Regions from separate parts of the Mus musculus genome. Here regions 1 and 3 are each linked to region 2. A link is a contact called in public HiCAR-type and HiChIP or PLAC-seq data. All regions are on one chromosome and are shown on one strand. Each heading gives the region's core, a stretch centred on a gene start, on an enhancer-like site or on the middle of the called end of the contact. The rest is flanking DNA. Distances are from core to core; before and after follow the strand shown.

The links. HiCAR-type assays count read pairs that join an accessible place to other places. HiChIP or PLAC-seq counts read pairs in DNA pulled down with a chosen protein or histone mark.
Region 1: a contact with region 2 is called in an H3K27ac HiChIP or PLAC-seq map of large pre-B cells, with 3 times the contacts expected there. The contact joins the promoter of Ptpn1 here to the promoter of Zfp217 in region 2.
Region 3: a contact with region 2 is called in a HiCAR-type map of astrocytes, with 5 times the contacts expected there. The contact joins the promoter of Fam210b here to the promoter of Zfp217 in region 2. A contact is called at or near these places in 1 of 39 promoter capture datasets (hippocampal neurons), 1 of 484 Hi-C or Micro-C datasets (liver) and 3 of 115 datasets of contacts at active chromatin or transcription factors (astrocytes, embryonic forebrain and extraembryonic endoderm stem cells).

The regions. Positions count from the first base shown.
Region 1 is chr2:167,930,926-167,933,633 of GRCm38.p6, reverse strand. It overlaps Ptpn1 (protein tyrosine phosphatase, non-receptor type 1), which reads right to left and starts at 1,307. Exons shown (of 9, transcript NM_011201.3): 1 at 1,078-1,307. The coding sequence starts at 1,140.
Region 2 is chr2:170,129,683-170,132,690 of GRCm38.p6, reverse strand. It overlaps Zfp217 (zinc finger protein 217), which reads left to right and starts at 1,471. Exons shown (of 6, transcript NM_001033299.3): 1 at 1,471-1,643.
Region 3 is chr2:172,343,957-172,347,111 of GRCm38.p6, reverse strand. It overlaps Fam210b (family with sequence similarity 210, member B), which reads right to left and starts at 1,535. Exons shown (of 3, transcript NM_025912.4): 1 at 1,265-1,535. The coding sequence starts at 1,450.

The DNA of each region.
Region 1 (2,708 bases), core at 58-2,557, 2.2 Mb after region 2:
CTCTCTTTACCCGAGGAACAGGATCTATTTTGCACATGCTTATTTAAGATGCCTGGCGAGTATGGTTAATCCTCACAACCCCCGCACTGACATTTAATCGGAAGATTTGTTTTCTTTAGAGGACTTAGCTGCTTGCAAAGACATCTTTGCATTTTCAATTCACTGTTTCATACATGGCGGGGGGTGGGGGGGAGAACCCTACTTTCATAATACTTTTTTTTTTTTTAATGAACCACCAGAACCCCTCAAGTGGACCGGATCACAGAAAACAGAAACCATCTCAGCTCACGGTCAAAGGATAAAAGACAAAAGAAAGAGGCCATTTGGAGAGGGTCAGGCAGCTATAGGAATGGGTTCTGTGTCCCCCTAGTTAGTCGCCTAACCTCATGGCTTGTCACTCCTTGGTCTATTCAAAGAGCAAGTCTCCTTCCCTGTCGAGCCGCTAGCAGCCCTGCCGGTGATGCCCTAGACAAGGCAGCCCCTTTGCGTACAGTCACCCTCCACCAGAACAGGTCTTTCTCTTCTCAACACTTGTCACCAGATGCAATGATCAGTATTTGAATGTCTGTGTGACTATAGCCTCTCGGGGGGGGGGGGATAGGTTAGGTCTACGGTGGCGTTCAATACACACCAGCTCCAAAGCCTAGCACCGAAGAGACCCTCCAGCTCACGTCTAACAAATGAATGGACAGGAAGGAGTAAGGGGGCTGTCATCCCCGGGCCTCCACCACCGCACACCGAGGCCCGAGGAAGTGAAATGTGAGGGGGCGGGGGTGTCGGCGAGCCCACCCTCCTCCCCAGGAGACAAAGGAAGAGGGCCTGAGGTGGTCCAGTCCAGACAAGGAAGCGGCAGGGGTGTGGACCAGTGGGGACAAAGGGTGGCTGGGCCATGTTGGGGTCGGGTTTGCGGGGGGAGCTCGAAGATGACAGGGACCGCGGAGAGATAGAGGCGAGTGGGGGTGTCGCAGGGGCCGCGAACCCCAAGAGGGGTCTAGGGCGACGAGGATGCGCGACAGGAGTCCCCCGAGCCGGGAGGGTCGGGGAGACGGCGCGGCCTAGGGGCCCCCGGCTCCGCACCTGGTAAATAGCCGCCCAGTTCCCAGCCTTGTCGATCTCCTCGAACTCCTTCTCCATCTCCATGGCGGGACGGGTCGGCTGCCCGAGTTCCCACGGCCGTCCGCCGCGCTAGGCCGCGTCGCTCCGCGTCCCGAAGCCCGTCACCCGCCACCACCGCAGCCCCAAGCTCCCCAGCAGCGGCTTCTGCATGTCAAGCCGGCAGCCGGAAGTACGCACCCCCGCCTCACCGCGAGCTCCGCCCTCTGTACGGGAGGACCAGTCAGCTAGCGAAAAGGCGGCCGGCACTTCCGCGGGGGCGGAGCGGTAGGCGGGGCATCGCGGACGAGGCCCGAACCCGAGGAGCAGACTTGCTGCGCGCGCCGCGTGCGGCTTCCCGGGTTCCGCGCTCCGGAGGGCGCGCGCCCGTTGCCCAAGCGACCCCCGGCGGCGCGCCCACGGCGCGTGGGCCGAGGCGGGACTCGGGGAGTATCCTGAGTTCGAGCCTCAAGCCCGCCGGTTGAGTCAGGCGGCGAGGGCGTGGCCTCGAGCTGGGCGGTTGAGTGGGAGCGGCGTTTCCTGTCCCGGTCTGTTTTTCTTTTTTCTTTTTTTCCTTTTTGTCTTGGTTTTTCCAGACAGGGTTTCTGTGCGTAGCCCTGGACGTCCTCACATTCACTCTGTAGACCAAGACTGGCCTCGAACTCATAAATCCGGCTGCCTTTTTCCCGAGTTCTGGGATTAAAGGTGTGTGCCATCACTTCGGGCTCCGTTCTTTATTTTTAACTCAGGGTCACGATATTCCAGGCTGGCCTCTCACTTGCTGTCAGGCCAAGGATAACCTCTTATTTGCTGTCAGGCGAAGGATGATCCTCTCGCCTCCATCTCCCACGTCTTGGAATCACAGACATGCATTGCGGGGGATAAACCAGAGCTCCGTGCATGCTAGGACCTACTCCGGCCACATCCCAGCGAGCAGAGTGTTCGTTTTAGACAACGAATCACTCTATAGCCCGAGCTGGCCTGGAGTTCACTACGTAACCCAGGCCAGCCTCCAGCTCTGGATCTGCCTGCCTCAGTCTCCGGAGTTTTGGACAGGTGCTAACACCCAGCTGGCCACTCTGCTCTCATGAAACTTGGGAAAGTCCATAAGAGTTTTTACCCTGGCAGAATGAACGGATGGGACATGTGGTGCTAGTTTTCTGTCTTTCTCCAGTATCAAGAAAATCCTGACCAGATGTGGTGGCACTTGCCTTTAAACTCTCCAGGTAGAAGCAAGGGGTCTCTGAGTTCCAGGCCAGCCTGGTCTACATCGTTCCGGGACAGCCAGTTATACAGTGAGACCCCTTCTCAAAACAAAAAAACAACCAAAAGGGAAAAAATCTTCCTTGGGGTTTGTTGGTGACTCATAACCATCCTAACTCTAGTTTCAGGCCGTCTTCTGACCTTCAAGGGCACAGGGTATACATGTGATACCATACTACTGTACATACATGCATACAAAACCATCATACAAATAAATCTAAAAACATGTTTAAAAGAAAAAAAAAATCTTCCTCTCTGATGTCATCTGGGTGCAGATTCTGTGGTTTGTTCAGACTGCCCAGGGTGAGCACTGAATGTTGGTTCCGATGCTTGGGTTCCTTGAAGTATGTGTG
Region 2 (3,008 bases), core at 222-2,721:
TAAGGCTTTAACCTTATAAATATTATAGTTTATGATATTTATAGGGTAAATATAATACTTTAGAGAAAGATATTAATCTGTGGTGAGAAAAGGAACCCTAGTACTAAAAATGATCAATATCTTCTGGGCTTGGATGAGAATCAGGGCTGGCTTAAGGATCTACTTCCAGCGATGCTAATTAATTGTGAGTAAGTAATTGATTCACTTCCTTTGAAAAAAAAGACTAACGAGACCATATGTGGGTTGGTAGTTCTATGTAAAATGACAGCAAAAACATTCTACAAGGCAGGTTCTTGCCCCTTGCTAAGCTGTCTTCTTGAATTCTTCTTCCTATTTATTAAGGACTGCGTTGCTTACCAGTTCCGGTCGGTTCTTTTTTGTCCCGTTCCCCCCCAACCCCCACGCTTCTTTTTGATTTAGGAAATGGGTATGTATGCTTTTCTTGATGTTTTCCCACTTTTTGATACACCGAGGGCCAGCTTGAAAAAGAAACAAACAAGTTGACTGTTCGGTGTTAAGCAATAAATCTATTTTACATTTGAGTTCATTTGCATTTTGGAGCAGAAAAATTATTGGATGTGATTGTGGCCGCCATAGTTCCTCCCTGGGGCTTGCTTAAAACGGGACATCAGTCCCAGGCCTTTGGAGTCAAACCTTTTCCTGTCTTATCTTCTTTCATCTTTAATACGAGTCAGGAACAAAACAGAAGGGAAACGCTTTAAGTGAGATGGGCATAAAGAAGTGTGTGGTTTTTGTTTTTGAGCACACTTTTAAGCCTAGTTTCACTCAAATGAATTTCTCTGCAAACTAAGATTTATTAGGTACCAAGTCCAAATTCAGATATGAAACTATAATAGAAACACAAGCCCAGGGTGTTAAGGAAGAAATAAAAAGGCTTTTTGAAGATAACAATTTAAGAGAAAATTTATTCTTTTTAGGTCTCGGACCTTCCTCACATTGACTCTCTGAAAGTGTTAACCTTCACAACACCTCAGAACACCGCTATCCTGTGAGCTCCCGAAGCCAGTGGCAAGGTTGGTTTATTTTTAAATTTTTATTATTATTATTGTTGTTGTTCGTGATTCTGGGCGACCGGGGAGTTGGGCAACCGGCCCCTCCCCTCCTCTTCCCTCCCCTCCCGGGGCGCACCTTGCAAGGGAGGGGGAGGCGGCGAGGGAGGACTGGCTGTGCGCCTGCGTGCTGCGTTTGCAGCCCCCCCCTCCATCCCCAGAATACCTGTCACTGGAACCGCCCGGGCGCGAGCGCGCCACGTTAGGCCGGATGGCGGGACACGGCGCGGGGCGCGCGTGCGCGGGAGCCCACGGGGTGGGAGTGGGGTGCGCGCGCCGCTCCGCGGGGCTCGCGCCTCGGGGGGTCCGAGGGGGGCGTGGCCCGCAGCGGTGGGCGGGTCGGGGACGCGCTTGCGCACACGCGCGGTCACAGAGGGGGCGTGGCCGGGGGCGGGGCGTCAGGCGGCGCGGCCGGGGGGGAGGGCGCAACAGCTGCTGCGAGCACTTTCTGCCCCAACAGTCCCCCCGCCGGACGCCGGCCGCCCGCCCGCCCGCGCAGGGACCCCGCGCCTGCACTGTCCCCGCGCGGACGAGTAGGGGGCGCCCGCGCCGCTCCCTCGCCCCGCGCCGGAGGTGAGCCCGGCCCCCCGGAGCCTCTGTGGGGGTGGGGGTCCCGGCGCCCGCGGCCGTGGGAGGCGGGCATGGCGCGGCCCCGTCCCGGTCCCCGCGCCGTCGGGGCTAGCGGCAGACGCACAAAGGCCGCGCCGCCTCTGCCGCTCCTTCAGCCCCGCGGCTGGGCGGTGCAGCCGGACGGCCGCAGGTAAAGGGGCGCCGGGGCCGCGTCCCCACGGCTGCGGCCGCGCGTGGGGCTGGGAGGGACGGCCGAGACAATGGCCTGCCCGGCGCGGCGTGGCCGTCGGGGGTCCGGGCCCCTGCGGGAGCTGCGTCCTGCCAACCAAGGAAGGTGTTCGGTTTCACTCCCAAACTTAGAACGTCCCGCAAACTCCCGTGGGAAGTTCGTGCGGGTTGGCGGGAGGCGGCACCGCACATCCGAGGGCGCCGCCCCGTGCGCCTCAGTTTAGCCTCAACGCGAGCGGGCGCGCAGTGAAGGGCGCCCCCGCCTCAGACCCTCGGCGCACGGGAAGCGCATTCTTGGGCGGGGAGGGTGGGGGTGGGGACAGCGGGCGGGGATTTTTCCCGAAAGGTTTGCTTCCTGAAGTGAGCCGAAGTCCCGGGGGCCCACTTCTGGGACCCCCAGTGGGGGCCGGTCCGCACTCACACAGTAGTAGAAACTTTTAAACTTTTTATTGTTTGGGTCGGGGGCTCGGGGTGGTCGTTCCCAACCTTAAGGGCTGTGTCCTGTGAGCCTTAGTTTCTTTCTCTGAGAAACAGGCATTCCTGAGCATGCGTTGATTAAGGGGCACCAGCTTGGGGTCCAGGGCTGTAGGGCACCATGTGTACCCCAGGATCCCGTGGCCAGTTTCCTGGTTTGGGATGGGTTGGAGCCATTAAGTTGTATGTTTTAAGAGGCCTAGGTCTGATTTAGTTCAGGTTGATTCAATTATGTCTTCATCCCTTTTGAGGTGGTTGAATAACTTGACATGAGATTAAGGCCAACAAAAGAGGAGGCAGGGTAGCCACAGCTGCTGGCCATGCCTGGCAACTAGGTAGGGGCCTCAGGGGGCCTTTCACCTCTCTTTGTAAGAGAAAAACGTCCACAGCCTTCTTGACTACTTTTCCCAGAGTAAATCGACCACCTTGGTACCAAATTGGATATCAGATGTTAAGTTTTTGTTTCGAGAAGGATTAGTAACAGGTCTAGTTTCAAAAAAAAAATTTTTTTTTTTTTTTTGTAGTGACAAGTGCAGAGAACTAACCTTACTGCTTTCTGTCTGGGGAGTGTATCTATCAGACCACTAGTTGGTGCTTAGTTACTGTGCTGAGAACTTTTAAGGTGTGTCCTTACTGGTAGATGACTTTTCCCCCTCCTGCTGGAGA
Region 3 (3,155 bases), core at 286-2,785, 2.2 Mb before region 2:
CACGGATGACAGAAATCACTGGTGTCAGCCATGATGTACCAGATGCCAGCTAGCATGCTGTCGCCTATCACATTCACCCTCTGGGAAATGACTTAGTAACATCTCATTTTACAGACATGGAAAAGGGATAGCGTTTGATCAAAGTGATTGACTTAGCAAGCAGAGACATGGATCCTATGAGCCTGAGACCAGACTTATCCTTGCTGTAAACACACCTGTCAAGGCAGAGTGTGTGTTTAAGGTTAGGGTTAGGGTTAGGGTTAGGCTACCAACAGGGCTGATGTGGCAGAACAAGGTGAGAGGTTGTACCAGATCGTGAAGGCAGCTAAGATCTGAGCGCTAGAGAAGAGACAGTATAGGGCGGGGGGGCACACTACTGGTAGTCAGGGAAGACTTTCTGGAGGAGAGGGAAGCTATGCGGTGCCCTGAAGCACGGTACGCTGTGAGTATCCTGACTTGTGCTCAGGAGCAGAGCTGAGGCCAGTGTCCTGTCTGTCAGGCAGGAGAGAGGGGAAGGAAGTCCTTCCATCATTGTGCTCGGCACTCAAGGAAAGCGACCAATCCCTAACTGAAAAGCCACGGGAGCAGACAGTACTCAGAACTGCCCGATTCATGGCAGTGATCTTTCTTTCAGACTCCCCCAGACCTCGACGCTTCCGATCTACTACTTCTGAACTCCTGCTTTTTTTTTTTTTTTTTTTTTTTTTTGAGACCTACTTGAGATATGCTGCTGTCTGAATGGAAGCTGGTTTTCACTCTGAGCACTCAGGGCAAGTAACCACAACAAAACGGGATGGACTGCCTGCTCTGAGCCTGCTCTTCCAGCTAGATAAAAGGGTGGCGCAAGGAGCACAGGGAAGCGGTAGATGTACCGGCGGCACCGGCGATGCCGCCTCCTGGGCCCAGTGCCCAGGCCTCAACTGAACTTCAAAAGGAACAAGTCCAGGGGCCGGACTGGAAGTTCATATAGAATTCAGGCCCCTTGCGATCGGCTCGGTAACGCCACTGTTCTGGCTTTCGAAACTGGGGCTCGGCGGGCGACTCCATGACCTTGGGCAGCGCACCATTCCACTCCTAGCCTCAGTTTCTCCGGCTGCTAACTGAAAGAGATTTTTCTCGGATTCTAGGAATCTGAGAACTCAGGGACCCCGGAGGTGACCCGTTTCGGTCAGGTGCAATGTAAAAATTGTCCATTGGGGCTGGCCCTGGCACGGCGCTCCGGCCACTTGGGGATCAGGGTCCGAGTGGCTGTGGGGAGTCTTACCTGGCGGCTGAGACAGTCCCCGCGGGCCGTGCGCAGCAGTCGGGCGTCCGGAACCGGATGGGACAAGGCTAAGGCCCAGAGCGGTGGAGCACAGGAGGTGGCGGTTCCCAGGAGCCAAGGGGCCAGGGGCCGCAGCCGGGTGCTCACTCTTCCTGCCGGGCCAAGCAGCGTCAACAGCCCGGCCATGGCGCGCCGCGAGCGCAGCTCCAGTGTGCCCACTCGGGAATCAGCTCCAACACAGCGCGGTGGGCGGGGCCGAGACCGGGGCCTCGAGCTCCACCCCCCGACAGGCCCCGCCCCAACACCTTTAGGGCCCGCCCCCGGAGCGGAGCTGAGCGTGGGATAGGCGGGGCTCTATAGCGGAGCGCAGGTTTTGGGCTCCACCCAACAGCTCCGCCCTCCGCAGAAGCAGCCTATCCATGAGTGGGTGGGGCATCTGGAGACGCTCGCTCTCTTTTGTTCCCGCCCCTCAGCCCCGCTTCCTTGGCTAAGTTCCGCCTCCTGAAGCGGAGTGGGCGGGGCTGGGGACCTGCCAAGTCTATCAGCCTAGTTCTCAGGACCTCAGGCCAGTTCTTTGTGGAATGCATTTTCTCAGAACTTTCCAGGATTTTGAGTTTCCGGACTGTGGAGCGCGGCTGGCGGCTGTTTCAAGCGAGGGCTAATGCATTCTTTGTTTTTCCTCTCAGCCGAATGGGTGAAACCTGGAAGACTGATGCTTACGTGAATGCTTTAAAGAAGAAAGGAACTATAGAGGTTAACTCTCACTTGAAGAAGCCCTCTAAATGAGCCTACTATATCGCGGCTGTGAACATGAAAGCAGCCACTGTGGAGAAAAGTTTTGTACTTTCACAGATAGTTAAAAGTACACAAACCAGGTTGGTCAGCAACTCCGCTCCCATAGTGTCTCAAGAGAAGCAAAGACTCACATTTCTGTCGGACTAAAATCTGACAAGAGGGCACTCTCTCTTACCTGGTGACTATGCACTGCCTGGGGACTTGGGCCCACAGGAAGGCGTTGCTGGCATTAGATGTGGCCCCTCTACCTTGGACCTCTAGGCCCATGAGCCAAAATTAACCCTTCTGTTCTTATAACTTAAAGAAATAATAGTAAACTGTTATCTTGACATGGTGGTGCAGATCTGTAACTCAAGCACCCAGGAGGCTGAGACAGAAGGATTAAGAGTTCAAGGCCAGCCTCGACCCCAGGAGAACCTGTCCTACACACATGCTCAGAAGACAGCAATACTCATAGCAGGGCAGTCCAGATATCTGTCAGCTGGAGAATGGAACTTCCATCTGTGGATCACTTGCTATCCAAGCTGAGTTCCACCCTGGGGCCCAGGCAAGGTGGGGGTGGGGGCTGGGAGGTGGGGGGAGAGAGCCACAGTCTCCACAAAGTGCTCCTCTGGCCTGTACACATGCTCCCTCCCATGCAATAATAATAAAAAAATTTTTTTAAAGTAAGGCGTGAACACCTTCATCCTAGGGACAAGTCTCAGGACTGCTTTGCCAAATGGAAAATTCCAGCCACAAACACAACATGCAGGAGGATTTCATCTTCAGAGAATGCAAAGTTCACAGGCAAAATTCTGGACCCCCCCCCCCAAAAAGGTCAGCGGCTATCTAGGATTGTGAGTGGGATTTGGGCGGGGATTCAAGGAGCAGGGGGCTGACAGGGCAGTGAGGGTCACCACAATAAGCAAAGCTCACTTTTATGCAGAGCAATCATACTTCAGTGAAACAATGCCAGCGGTCCCCAGGACAGGCACCGTGGCCCAGCCTATAACTACAGTATTTGGGAAGTAGAGGCAGGAGCTCCAGACCAGCCCCCAAGCTCAGTCTCCTTGACCCAAAAGAATAAAATGTATAAAGCTAACATTCTCAAGATGTG